Regions from separate parts of the Mus musculus genome. Here all the other regions are linked to region 1. A link is a contact called in public HiChIP or PLAC-seq data. All regions are on one chromosome and are shown on one strand. Each heading gives the region's core, a stretch centred on a gene start, on an enhancer-like site or on the middle of the called end of the contact. The rest is flanking DNA. Distances are from core to core; before and after follow the strand shown.

The links. HiChIP or PLAC-seq counts read pairs in DNA pulled down with a chosen protein or histone mark.
Region 2: a contact with region 1 is called in an H3K27ac HiChIP or PLAC-seq map of heart atrium, with 10 read pairs. The contact joins the enhancer-like site here to the promoter of 0610025J13Rik in region 1. A contact is called at or near these places in 7 of 39 promoter capture datasets (the 3T3-L1 cell line, 3T3-L1-derived adipocytes, hippocampal neurons and 3 more), 11 of 484 Hi-C or Micro-C datasets (3T3-L1-derived adipocytes, CD8 T cells, the HL-1 cell line and 7 more) and 4 of 115 datasets of contacts at active chromatin or transcription factors (embryonic stem cells, fibro-adipogenic progenitors, heart atrium and 1 more).
Region 3: an H3K27ac HiChIP or PLAC-seq map of heart atrium shows a contact between it and region 1, with 6 read pairs. The contact joins the enhancer-like site here to the promoter of 0610025J13Rik in region 1. A contact is called at or near these places in 7 of 39 promoter capture datasets (the 3T3-L1 cell line, 3T3-L1-derived adipocytes, hippocampal neurons and 2 more), 6 of 484 Hi-C or Micro-C datasets (cerebral cortex, microglia and uterus) and 2 of 115 datasets of contacts at active chromatin or transcription factors (fibro-adipogenic progenitors and heart atrium).

Annotation. Positions count from the first base shown.
Region 1 is chr4:98,319,293-98,323,651 of GRCm38.p6, forward strand. 0610025J13Rik (a long non-coding RNA gene) reads left to right here and starts at 2,064. Exons shown (of 3, transcript XR_376450.3): 1 at 2,064-2,215; 2 at 3,017-3,955.
Region 2 is chr4:98,198,867-98,203,225 of GRCm38.p6, forward strand. It overlaps the pseudogene Gm12691. Among named protein-coding and RNA genes, the nearest start is that of Gm34784, 75 kb to the left of the region's middle. Within about 2 kb of position 2,090, at least 9 of the 459 cell types and tissues checked have an H3K27ac peak or open chromatin away from gene starts, as enhancers often do. A contact at or near this core is called in cardiomyocytes and heart atrium, where this site is marked.
Region 3 is chr4:98,219,808-98,224,166 of GRCm38.p6, forward strand. It overlaps the pseudogene Gm12691. Among named protein-coding and RNA genes, the nearest start is that of Gm34784, 96 kb to the left of the region's middle. Within about 2 kb of position 1,819, at least 8 of the 459 cell types and tissues checked have an H3K27ac peak or open chromatin away from gene starts, as enhancers often do. A contact at or near this core is called in fibro-adipogenic progenitors and heart atrium, where this site is marked.

The DNA.
Region 1 (4,359 bases), core at 814-3,313:
AGTGTGAAACTAGTTTTACATGTGACTATTTTCATGTCACATGTCCATGACAAATGACCTGCTAACATTTCCCCTTATATCAACATCCAAAACATATTTCTTGACCACCTGATATACGTGGAGTACTAGCTGTTCAGGTGAACGCTTTGGAGCCTGAGAAATGATCCCTACTTCATGTGATATATCATATACAGAAAAGCAGACAGAAAATAAATCAAATGCAATAACTTTATACTTATAACCAGTGAAAAGTGGCATGAAGGAAGACTCAGACACCAGGAATGACAATAATGTTTATCTGATTGATCCAGAAGGGATGGAGTGGAGAGAAGTATGGGTTATACCTCTAGGGATGCACTCTTGACGACGGAACACTGAGGAAATGATATTCCCAGAAGACCTCAAGGATAAGCCTTCAAAACCAGTGAGAGTCCAGCAAGTTCAAAGACATGAAGCACAATATACTGAGAGTGCCAAAAAATGGGGCTAAGGAGTGGGGAGACTACACTAAGGCAAAGAGTTATACAAGGCTTAAGTATGCCAGGATGGTGATACTGGAAGACTAGAGAGAAAGCTGGAGGCATTGCAACGGTCTGAGTAGGAAGTGATAATGACTTGGAACACAGCAGGGCTGAGGACCAGTGAAGAGATCTGAGGGTCTCCAAGAGGTGACATGACTTGAAGACTAAATGTGGGAAGTTGGAGGAGAAGGCTCTCAAGCCCATCTCCAGGTTTCTAGCTTAAGCAAGTGAGTGAATCAAGTCTGCTGACTACAACTTGTTTCTCTAACCCTTAAGTTACATACATTAGAGCCCACGCAGATGCCTGAAACCTTCTCGGGTCGCAGGTCTTCCTTGAGTGCTGCTCCTGTGCACACGCTGGGGTACAGGAGTTTTCATCTGTGTGCTCATCAAACCTTCATTAGTAGAAGACTCTCCCTGAACTATGGAAAAGTCACGTGTGAACACAACCTTAAGTTTTTCCTTTCCACTCTGCAGACATACTTAGAGATGCCTGCCAATGGAGCAAGAACTGGAGAAAAACAAGCTGGCCCTTTGGGATCATTTAAGAACCAGGTGTGTTTCCTTATCATCACATAGAGTTTCCCGGGCATCTTTGGTGTGCAGGCTAGGAGATAAATAAAGATACATTCCTGGCCTGAGCAAAGAATATATTCTCTCAGGGGATAAAGGGGAGGAAGGGAGAGAAGGGGGAAGAGAAAGGAAAGGAGAGTGGAGATTGGGGGAAGGAGAGAGAGGAAAAGAGAGGGAGGTAGGGAGTGGAGAGGAGGGGTGGAGAAAGGGAGAGGGAGGAAGGGAGAGGGAGAGAGAGATCAGCACAGCACAGCACAGCACAGCAGGTATGTCAAGCAACTTTGTCCCATTTAACTTAAGGCAGGATTACTGACTACAGAGGTACCCAAGCACAGGCACAGCCATGAAAGACTGGAGAGGGTGTGTTTGAAAGACGTCTTTAAAGAGACCAAACGTTTGCTAATCAGAGAAGAGGAGGAGGAGGAATTCTAAGAGCGGGCAACAGCCCTGGGAAAAGCAGAGAGGTAGCTGGGTACTGAGGGTCAAGCCCCCAGGGAAGAGCAGAAGGTCCTGAATCCAGGCTGGGAACGAAAATGTGACTTCCGGTTCTCTTCTGGAACCTGTTAAACTCTTACCAGTGTGCAGAGGATACTCAACACCTGCCCTAGAAAGTTCTAGTTTTGAGACTCAAATACAGATAAACAAGGGATCCCTAACTGCAACCATGGTCTCATGAGCTCTGTGTTTATCTCCTGGGGTTGGGAGCACCTCTCTCTCCAGATCCATTGCAAGTGGGCACTTGACCACTCCTAGAACTCAGATCTTCTAGAGGGCCCAAAAGATGTGGCAATGGGTTCTTGTGGGCTGGTGAGTGCCGACAAGAGAAGGACTGTAGAATTTAATCTCAGTCGGCAAAGCAGTACCATTGCTCTGGTGTGACAGTGACCTCCACCAGAAAACAAAGAACGAAAGCGTGTGTGTGTGTGTGTGTGTGTGTGTGTGTGTGTGTGTGTGTGTGTGTGTGTACGTGTGCGTGTCCTTTAATTTTTAATAGCTATTCAGACAGTCCTTGGAGAGGGAATTGGCAGGTTCAGCGGGAGGCTACTCCCCCACCTGTCTCCAGGCACTGCAGACACAGCTGCTGCGGAAGGAGACAGTCAAAGCTTCCAAGGAAAGAAATGGTGCGGAGAGCTGGGGGTGGGAGGAGGGCGCCTTTCACACAAGCCCACTGGGGACTGGGCCTGTCTAGCAACTGCAAAAACAAGCCAAGAGGACACAGTCGGGCTCTATACAACTTCATGTTAAGTAAAATCCATTCAAGAGCCAGCTCAAGAGCCGCTTCAAAATCATTGGGGTTTTTTTTGTTTTGGTTTGGTTTTTGTTTTTTAATGGGAGAGCAAGGTAACCAGAGCTTTGGTGAGGCCATGGTCAGGTTTTGCTGCTTGAATCAAGAGGAGCCCTGAGGATTTACGCGCTGTCCTAAGACTTGAAACCGAGTACACAAGACACAAAACTTCCCCGTACAGTGCCTAGCAATGTCTTTATCTGTACTCCCCTAGGCTGAAAGGACACACAAGGTTGGGTTAAAGTTCAACTCCCAAAGAAAAGGAGGAAGGGGGGTTGGGGGGAGGACAGAACGAGAGAAACAGCGGAGTCTAAGAGACGGGGAGGAGGAAAGACTGGGGTGGGGACGACAGAGAGAATAGCAGCCCGGGCCAGATTTCAACTGTCCTGATGCAAATGTTAGCAATTCTACGGTGGCCGGGGGCTCGCTGCTCCCCCAAAGTAAAGCAGCAATTAGAAAAGGGGAAGAGGCCGTTTTAGAAGATGAAAACTAAAGCAAGGAGGTATTTTTGGTATCGTTTTAATCACAAAATAGCATGAATGTGGTCTGTGCCTGCGTGCTACACAAACGTCGATTTCAATACAACTGAACGCTAGTTTGAAAATTTCCATTTTTGTAATTTGCTTCCCTTTGTTAGGCCAAGATTTGAGAGAAACCTGGCAGCGTCCCCAAGCCTGGCACGGGATCGCCTCAGACGCACTCGGCTGCTCCGGAGGCGGAGCGCGAAGCATCGGACCCGGCGGGCGGAGCCAAGCCAGCGGGGCGCAGCGCAACGCCTTCCGCCAGGGCGTCTGCCGCCACCTACCGGCGACCAGGCAAGCGTCAGTGCGACCCCAAAGCAAGCTGCTGTGAGCTGGCTGGACCTGGTCCCAGCCACTAGCAACAGCATTTCCAACAAAGGCCACCCGTCTTAGCCTACCCAGCTCAGAAACTCCTGTCTAAGTGCTCTGCCCTAGGAGTTGATCTAACTGCTTTATGTAAACCCAACCTGAGGACGAAGGCAGTCTGTGATCCCAGTATACGCTCAGCGAAGAGTGTGTGCTCCCACAACAGTAGCGTGAATGAACATATGAATGAATGAACCAACCTATTTAAAAAAAACAACAACAACAACAACTTTCAGATATATTTATGTTTGTCAGACATTTTGTTGGTGGCTAGTAAAGTCTACAATAACTGTGTGTATCCCCTCTCCAATGTGTGCAGCAGTAATGTACAACTGCCAAATTCATCCCATAGCCTCCCTTTACAGTTGCGTAAAGACGGGTTCCTGAACGTTAAGTGCTTTTTCCTATGTCAGTTTGCTGGTCATAGACCTAGTTCAGACCTACATTTTATTGACGTGTTTGGTATTTATTTTGTAAGGAAAGAGAATCATTTCATCTTTCTGTAAGCTAGCCTGCCCTGACACATATTCTTAGCCGACTGGCTAAAGGAGGTAGCTGGCTCCACCAACTACCTATGGTTGATCCCTGAGCTTCTGTCCCAGATTTCTTCTCTCAGCCAAAGCAGCTGCTCATACACTTTCGTTCCAAAAATCAAGTGTTGCTCCAAGCTAATGCCAACTGGTCTAAAGGTAAGAGTCTATTTCTTAGAGCCTAAAGGAGTCTTGGAGATTGTGTGTTAGTGAACTGCAGGCAGGTGCATTTTCTTTGAATCAACACACGTTGATATCCAGTATTGATCCTATAGCACCTCTACTACTCCAAGATGTGCAATAATGCAGCTATTGAGTTTCCCAATGACAGCTAGACGTGAAGATAGTATCAGTCAGTTGAAGTAGAACTTTTGCTGTAGAAATTAACACCCAGAGTCTATAATATAAAGGGTCCTTCCAGCATAAGGTTCTGACTTCGTTTTGTCAGGTGACTATGATTCTGGGAAGGCTGGGATCCAAAGCTGCAGATTCAGACCACAACCCACTGACCAAGTGGAAATCACATCACTGTGAGGATAGAAACACATCCTAACTGTTGATCG
Region 2 (4,359 bases), core at 840-3,339, 120 kb before region 1:
AATGGTGGCATAAATGTTATGGTGGTAAGCAAATTCATTCTGGTAACCAGAAAGCATTCTGATTGGATTTGAGGAAAGACATGCCTGGAATTGCAAATATGGTCAAGAATCCATAGTTGGGGAACTCACAGATCCAGATGTGAATCTACTACTATTACTCTGTACCTTAATGTTTTACTGAAAGTGTTTATCTGACCTAAGGATTTTCTGGTTGACTCTCAAGTCCTTTCAGTATAGGATCATCTCTGCAGAGAGAGATGCTCTGATTTTTCCTTTCCAAGTTTTATACTTTTTAGTTCTTACTTTAATCTTGCTGCTTTAACTAAAACTTCATTGATTAGTTTTTTACTTTAGAGGAAATGCATTCATTTTTCACCATTAAACATAAGGTTGACAACAGTTTTGAGGTGTTAAATTTTTTTATGTTGAAGAATGTTCTTTCTACTTGTACTGTCTTCAGGACAATATGCAAAACCAATACATATACACTCAAACACACACACACACACACAAGTAACTTTTTTATATACCAATAATAAACTTGAAAGGAATTTGTTAGTCATTAGTAGTTCATTTTTTCTGAACTGGTCAGTTCATTTCCCCATATATTGTTTGGATGATTAGTGTTTGTTTCATCGCACACAGTGATTTTTTTCATTTTTCACTTTTAGTGTTTGTTTCATGGCTTCTTTACAAATCCTAGCTGTGAACCTTGTCAAATATTCTGTTTGCAGGAAGAAAATTTCATTCATAATAAATTCAGAAATTTAAGCACTTGGGAATAAACGTGAAGAAAAGAAAGAGCTCTACAGCGAAAACTTTAAAAGACTAAAGAAATTGAAGAAGACACTAGAAAACAAAATAACCTTTCACACTCAAGGATTGGCAAAATTAATATTGTGAAAATGTCTATTCTGTTCAAACTAATGTACAGATTCAATGCAGTTACCATAAAAATGTCAATGACTTTTTCCTAATATAAATAAAATAAATATAAATAAATAAATAAATAAAACTCCCAGATAATGTCCTCTTGATTCCACATGTGCACACACATAAATAAATAGCCAAACATTTTTATTTAAAAATGTCCAATCTCAGACTATTTTGCAGAGCCATAGTAACCAAAACATGAGACCAAAAAAAAAAAAAGAAAAAATAGGAAAAGAAGAGTCACAAGACTCATCAGTAAACCCATGTAACTTCCACCACCTAGGTTTTTAATAAAATTCTCATAAGCATATAACATAGAAACTACTGCTTCCTTAAGTAATGCTAAGAAAAATTGCATATCCACATGCAGTGGAATGAAATTAAGTTCCTATCCCAAACCCTAGACAGAAAAGAATTCAAAGCGAACCAACTCCCCTAAAGCAACATCTGTAACTCTGAACCTTCTAGAGAAAAACATTTGAAGCATACTTCAACACACAGACATAGGCAAAAAAAAAAAAAAAAAAAAAACAACTTTTGAAATGGACTCAAATATCAATAACTGCCCATTTGGGAAGGCATGAAATCAAAAGGCTTCTATACAACAAAGAAAACAATCAGCTGCACAAGTAGGTAGCCTACAGAATGAGAGAGAAAACTTTGTAAAGACATTTGATGTCTTTACATTGACTGGAGACTGTAAAGAAATCACACTGAAACACTGCACATCGCCAAACACTGAATGTGTGAAGCATGAACCAAAATGTCAGCAAATAAATCAACCAGCTCACGAAAGATAAAATATTAATGACTAGTACACATGCGAAAAGATTTTGGGTATTCTTAGCCATCACGAAATGCAAATTAAACTGTATTGAGATCTTATCTTCCTAGGCTTAATGGTTATCATCAAACACACACACACACACACACACACACACACACACACACACACACACGGCAATAAATGCTGGTGAGGAGAAAGCAGGAGAAGAAGCCCTGTGCACTACAGATAGGAATATCAATGACTACAGGTGTAAAGAAATCAACTTGGAGATTTTTCAGAAAACTTTTATGTGTGCTAACTCAGCATGGTACAGAGACACTGGGGCATACACACTTACTGTAGTATTGTTCACAATAGCCAAGACAGTCACAAGATCCTTGAGCTCCATCCACAGAAGAATGAGTAAAGGAAATGTCCTATAAATAGACAATGGAGATTTAAACAGCTGTAAAGAATAACAGAGTATGTCTTTTACAGAACACTGAGTGGAACTCAGGTTCATATGAAGAATAATGAATCAAACTCCGAGAGATAAACATTGCCTATTTTCTCTCACGTGTTGAGGTAGCTGTCTGCAGATGACCATAAAACCTTTCTCTAAAATCCTAAGGGCCTCCACAGTAGTTCACCTATGGACCATGGCCAAAAACTCAAAATAGCATCCTTATCTGCCACTGATACTGCAAGTGCCATCAGGTCTGTGGAATCACATGACCCAAGTGGCAAGCAGCCTGCACTGAAGTGGTTCCAGACACCACTCAAAACTAGCAGCTTTCCCAGTCGCTTGGAACTGGGCATGGTAATAACCCCAAGGGATGAATGTGTTGGACACCCATGTTTCTTACAGTGAGTGCTATTAATATTCACAATGTGCATCTACAGAACTATGGGTAAATAAAATATTGTACTTAGGAACTATGAAGATTATTTTCAGTCATAAAGAATAAAGAAATGATATCCTTTGCAGAAAAAATAGAGTGGGACTAAAATCATAATAGGCCAAGAAACCGGACTTAGAAGAAACTATTGGATTATTGGATGTTTTTCTTATGTGTAATATTGATTTAAGAGAGTGTGTGTGTGTGTGTGTGAGAGAGAGAGAGAGAGAGACAGAGAGAGAGGGAGATGAGAGACAGAGAGAGAGAGGAGAGACAGAGAGAGACAGAGAGAGAGACATGGAAACAGATCTGGGGAAAGGAGAGGGATCCATGGTAGAGAGGAGAACGGGTGGGGGACAGTAATATAAGAAAAAAATGAGTAAAGACCAGTGGATGGACATGTCATAATGAACCACGCCATTTTATATGCTAAGTATTTTTTAAAGGGATTTTCTGGAAGACTCATGTGCACAGTAGTAAACATAGGGGTTGCCAAGGCAGTGACTGCATCACAATAGGTGGACGAAGAAAGAGCAAAATAATTGAAGGCTAAACAAGAGTGATAACTTTGTGATCACTTATGGAATTTAAGCTAGTCAAGGAGGAAGAGAGGAGTTGAGCTCAGATACCTGCTGAGCAAACTGTTGTGGTGGATAGGTTGGAAAGCCAGGAGTAGCCATCCTAGTGGAGCGAGCGCTGACAACAGCCCAGCATGGGAGGCTGTGTGGCTTGTTCACTCCGGTGTTAGAGCAGTTGGCAATGTGGGCATTTCATGTACTTTTCTCTTCGCTATGACCAAACACCTGGAAAAACCCATTTTAGGAAGGAGGGGCTGATTTTGACCCCCAGGTGAAAAAGAGATATAGACCCTCATGGAGAGGAAGGCAGGGAAGCCCAAACACGAGACAGGTAGACCAGCTGTATCTGCAGTCAGGAAGCAGAAAGGAGACAGGAAGTGAAACCAGGCTATAAAAATTCAAGACCTACCCTGCAACCTACTTCCTCCAGAGAGGCTATACTTCCTAAAAGTTCCACAACCTTCCAAGACTGTACTAACAGGGGACCAAGTGTTTAATTAAACACATGAGCTTATGGAAGACTTTTCACATTCAAACTGCAACATGCCATCCTGTCCCTGCTAGGTTCACAGCCAACTCCTAATACAAGAGCATTTAGTCCAACGTCGAAGTCCCTGTGATCTTTAGCAGTCTCAACATTGCCCAAAAGGACAAGGTCTCTTCTGAGACTCAAGGCAGCCTCTTAACTATGAGTTACTGTAAAATCAAAATACAACTTACATATTTCCAGTATGTAATGGTCCAGAATAAACATCCCTGTTCTAAAAGAGAAGAATGAGGCGGAGAAAGCAGGACCAAAGCAAAACCAAAACACACAAGGTAAAGACCAAACCCTACCACTGTACCTCCAATGTCTGGAGCTCATAATGGAACCAGAGGGCTCCAACAAGCTTAGGCATCCCAGCCCTTGCAGCTCTGCTGTTTGTGCCCTACATGACTCTCTCTTTGTCTGGCTTCCTTGATGACTCTCTCCAACATTCTGCCATCTCTGTGGAATTCAAAGTTTTCTCTTCCCAGCTTCTCACAATGGCCTCTCAAGGCTGCTTTTTGGGAAATCCGCCTTGTCACTCATTATCTGGCACCAGCCTTTTTCTGGAACCTTGGGAGGGTCTCCATGCTCTTTCCATATTTGCATCTTTTATGTCTGGAGAGAAAAAAAAAACAGGACCAAGGGAATAACATT
Region 3 (4,359 bases), core at 569-3,068, 100 kb before region 1:
TTGCTGCTGTTGTTATTGTTGCTGCTGCTGCTGTTCCTGCTGTTGCTGCTGTTCCTGCTGCTGCTGTTGTTCTTGCTGCTGTTGCTGTCCTTGCTGCTGTTGCTGTCCCTGCTGCTGTTGCTGTTCCTGCTGCTGCTGTTGTTCTTGCTGCTGTTGCTGTCCTTGCTGCTGTTGTTATTGTTGCTGCTGCTGCTGTTCCTGCTGTTGCTGCTGTTCCTGCTGCTGTTGTTCCTGCTGTTGCTGCTGCTGCCTCTGCTGCTCTTTGGATTCCTCTTCTTCAGAGCTTATTGGGATATTCTGGTTTCTATGACTCTTCATTGAGGCATATCTGCAGGAAGCTCAGTTGCAAGGACTGGGGAAACTTGGTGTTAGCTATTGTCTTAGTCACTGTTCTTTTGATATGAAGAGATGCCATGAGCATGGCAGCTTATAAAAGAAATCAGTTATTTGGGAGTTTGCGTAAAGTTTTAGAGGGCAGGTACATGAGCATCATGGCAGAGAGCTGGCAGTAGGCAGACAGGAACAGCACTGGATCAGTAGATAAGAGCTTCTTGTTGCAGGCAGGGAAAGAGAGAGCAGGCCTGGTGAGGGCTTTTGAAACCCATACCCACATGTCTCCAAAAGGGCCACACCTCCAAATCCTTCCTAAACTGCCCACCGATTGGGAACCAAACATTCAAATATTTGAATTTGTGGAGTTATTATCATTCAAATCACCACAATTATCAAATCGTTGCTGAACTGGTCCTGCCTTGGCATTATGCTAACAGGACCAAGGTTGGAATTAAAACTTTGGTTACCCCTGGATTCTATGACCCTCTGGAGAAAGGATGCCAAACTTCAGATCCAGTCTACTGGTTTACTATTGGGACTCTGTAGTTAGACTGGTCCAAAATAACCTCTGGACGTAGACTCTATAACCCCAGGGACATTTTTCACCTCAGACATCAGAACCACACTGCATATTTACCTCAGATTTCACTGGAACCAAAGCTCCCGTTTCTCAGAGGACTGTGGGCACTTGGGCCAGCACTGACCTCCAAAGCCACTGGGATGGAGATCTTGTCACCAGGTGCTCTCTGGTTCCACAAAAGCTGGAGGCCTGGTTACTCAGAGCTCTCTGGTTAGCAGAAAGACGTGGAAGTTTTAGGTTTAATCTTGGTTATTAGCCGCTGCTCCTTAGAACCAGAAAGGCCATCATGTCTGCTTTACACTCTCACCCTGAATACTGGCATGCCCTATCCAGTCATCTTTTAAAAAATCTAGAAGCTTTTACCCTGCTAATTTATCCACTGTCGTAGCTAATCTTGGCTGTCAACTTGACATACCTAAGAAGAGGTAAAAAGTTATTATTATTATTATTATTATTATTATTATTATTCATTTTTTTCAATAAACATAAATAGGGGTTAAACATATTAAGGGATTTGTTGAAGTGTGTCTTACAAGTCAGTGGGTAAACCAACCTTCAAAGTTAAGATTTTGAACTGTAGACAGTGTAAGAATGGGCCAAACATAAGAAGTACAGAAAGGCTGGGCAGGGGTGATGCACGCCTTTAATCCCAGGACTAGAGAAGCAGAGGCAGGCAAATCTCTGAGTTCAAGGCCAGTCAGGTTTACTGAGCAAATCCCAGGACAGCCAAAGCTACACAGAGAAACCCTATCTAAAATAAATAAATAAATAAATAAATAAATAAATAAATAAATAAATGGAAGAAAAAAGAGAGAGAGAGAAGAAGTTCTGATGATGGATACTGGGTGCTCTAAATGAGAGAGAGCAGAAAGGGAAACAAGTCCTGGCCGTCTCTAATTCGGTCTTTTTTGTTCTCAGACAGGCCTGGGATGTTGTTGCTGCCAATATCTGATCTGATGAGTGAAGTGTAATGAGTGTGTGCTTTTCTTTCTTGTACAGATGTGAACTCATTTCCCAAAATAGCCATGTCCAACTGTTAAAATCCCCAAGTTCCCAAACTCTCTCAACAGGAAGTAAGCAGTGGACATCCAGATGTTTCTCCTCACAGTGTTTGTGCAATGTTTACATTTATCTTTCTCGTGTCAGACCATGACTTTATAAAGTACTTCATTATGGCCATTGGTCCAAGACTGTAAGAGGGAAAATGAAAGGAAGCTTGAATACTCGGTGCCATGTGGTTCTTTAGCAAGCAGTCCTTCTCAAAGAGAACTGTGTGAGCCACCATGCCAGCAGATGCCTAGACATGAATACATCAGGAATGTGACTCAGGTGAGATGGTCCCATTTCTATAGAGAAAGGGCTCACATAAGGAGCATCCTTGATGAGCTCATCCTCTGCACATTGAGAAAGACATGGATCTGTTGGCAAATCAGAGTCTGCTGGAGGCATGAATGCCCACACAACGTCTTCTTACAGAAGGCAAGTGAGCATAGTACATAGGCTGCTGATACAGGTATAGCTAGTTATCCCTGACCTTGGGCCAGAAACTGGGTTCCAGGAGATCAGCATTTTGTATACACGTTCTCATTCAGTCCCCACAACAGTCCTAGAAAGTGGGTATGGGTTTTTTTCCATGCCCTGTCTATAGAAGAGGAAGTTAAAAGTCAAAATATTGCTAGAGTTTGATGTGAACTATCCTCCACAGGTTCATGTGTGTGACTACTTAGTCCATCCACTGACCATGTAGTTTGGGGAGGTTATAGATCTTCCCACATCCACTGTTATGAGCATGGAGTATGGCCAAGATAACATAAGTGAATCCCTTAAGGGTAGGTCTTAAAGGTTATATGTGTTTTTAACTGAGGTCTCTGTATCCTGGCCACCAATATGTGAGCCATTCTGACACAACCCCACCATCGTGAATTCTGGTGTGATAGGTTTGAACCTGTGAGCCAATATAAATCTTTCCTCTGTTAAGTTTCTTCTGTCAGGTATATTATTACAACAATGAAAATAAACATCTAATACATTAAGCAATATACTGAGTTAAACACTGAGCTAGAAGTCCAGACTAAGTCTACCTGATCCAAAGACAACAGGTTTTTTGCTTCTGCTCCTAACAGTGTAGGGCTTCCCATTTTTAACTCCATTGGTAACTAGTTTAAAGAGTCTTCCACCTCACCTGTAGCAGCTGATTCACTTAAATGATGGACCACATCTGATTTCTTTTCTTCCTTTCTGACTGCTGATGTTTTGTTCTTTGTCTGAGTCCCCAAAGAAAGATTATAAAATGAGGCCTTCCTTCATGTGCCTGGCAAGTCACAATGATTAGCAGTGGAGAGAAAAAAAAAAGCAAACACAGGCTTGGATACTGTAGGCCGCTCTCCTTCCAGGTAAGGATGACCAAAGAGAAAACCTCTGAGTCTTTCTCAACTGATACCACACTTGAATAGCTGGTCTTTTTCCTCTTAATTGTAATCTTAGGAAACCCTCTGGTTTTGTCCTACTGTTAAAGGGAGCAACGGAAGGAAAACTGAAAATGAATGTGGCCAATATTATTTATTTGGATCTGCTGTCCCATTAGCTGGTTTATGGTTTGAGTGCAGAGTGGTATTTAGTACAGAAACGGCATTTTCTTTGTTTTATTAACTGGGAGTTTAATTGGTTTGTCCCCTTTGGCTCAGCTTGAGAAATGGCTGCATCTTGCATGCACACACTGTACATAATAATAGTGCAAACAAAAGCCAGACATCTGCTCACCAGACCTGCCCCTGCGTCCTCCTCAGCACGGAGTGAAGCATCTCCGGCGAGTCTCCAGTTGGACTTTGCAGGAATGTTGGATCTCGGCAGTGGTTTCCCTCTCACCTTTCCTGCGCGTTTATAGGAGCCTTTGAAGTTCCTCTGAACAAACAGGGTCTCTGTGTTTCACTTATTTCTGAGCCAACCCTGGGGCCTTGGTTCCATCAGCTCCTTATTAAGTGTTTAGTAATTTCAGTATCCACCTTTTGGTCTTGCTCGCTTTTCAAACATCTGGAAGGAATTAGCTTCCAGGCCTCTGTACCATACCTATTTTGTAGTTCTGGAGAGAGTTGTGTGCTAGGGGATGTTGTTGCCCTTAACGAGCTTTCTTTATGGCGTTTAACTGTAAAAGGTCCCCCTCGTTAATATTAATAGACAAAGAGAGAGCAATGCCACTCCACCCTTATTCCGCAAGAGCTGTATTCAGAGCAAGACCTTCATGCTGAAAAGGAGAGAGAAAACATGAAAATGGGGTGGAAGTACAAGGTAAATGAAGGCATTATAATAGTAGTAGGGCCAAGAGCTTGAAAAGGTTTGAATCTGTACCCATTCTATTCTAGAAGCCAGCCTTGTGTGGCTTTTGAGCACTGAAAATGAACCTACTAAAGACCAAAGTGTTGCCAGATATGACACTATACCTGCAATCT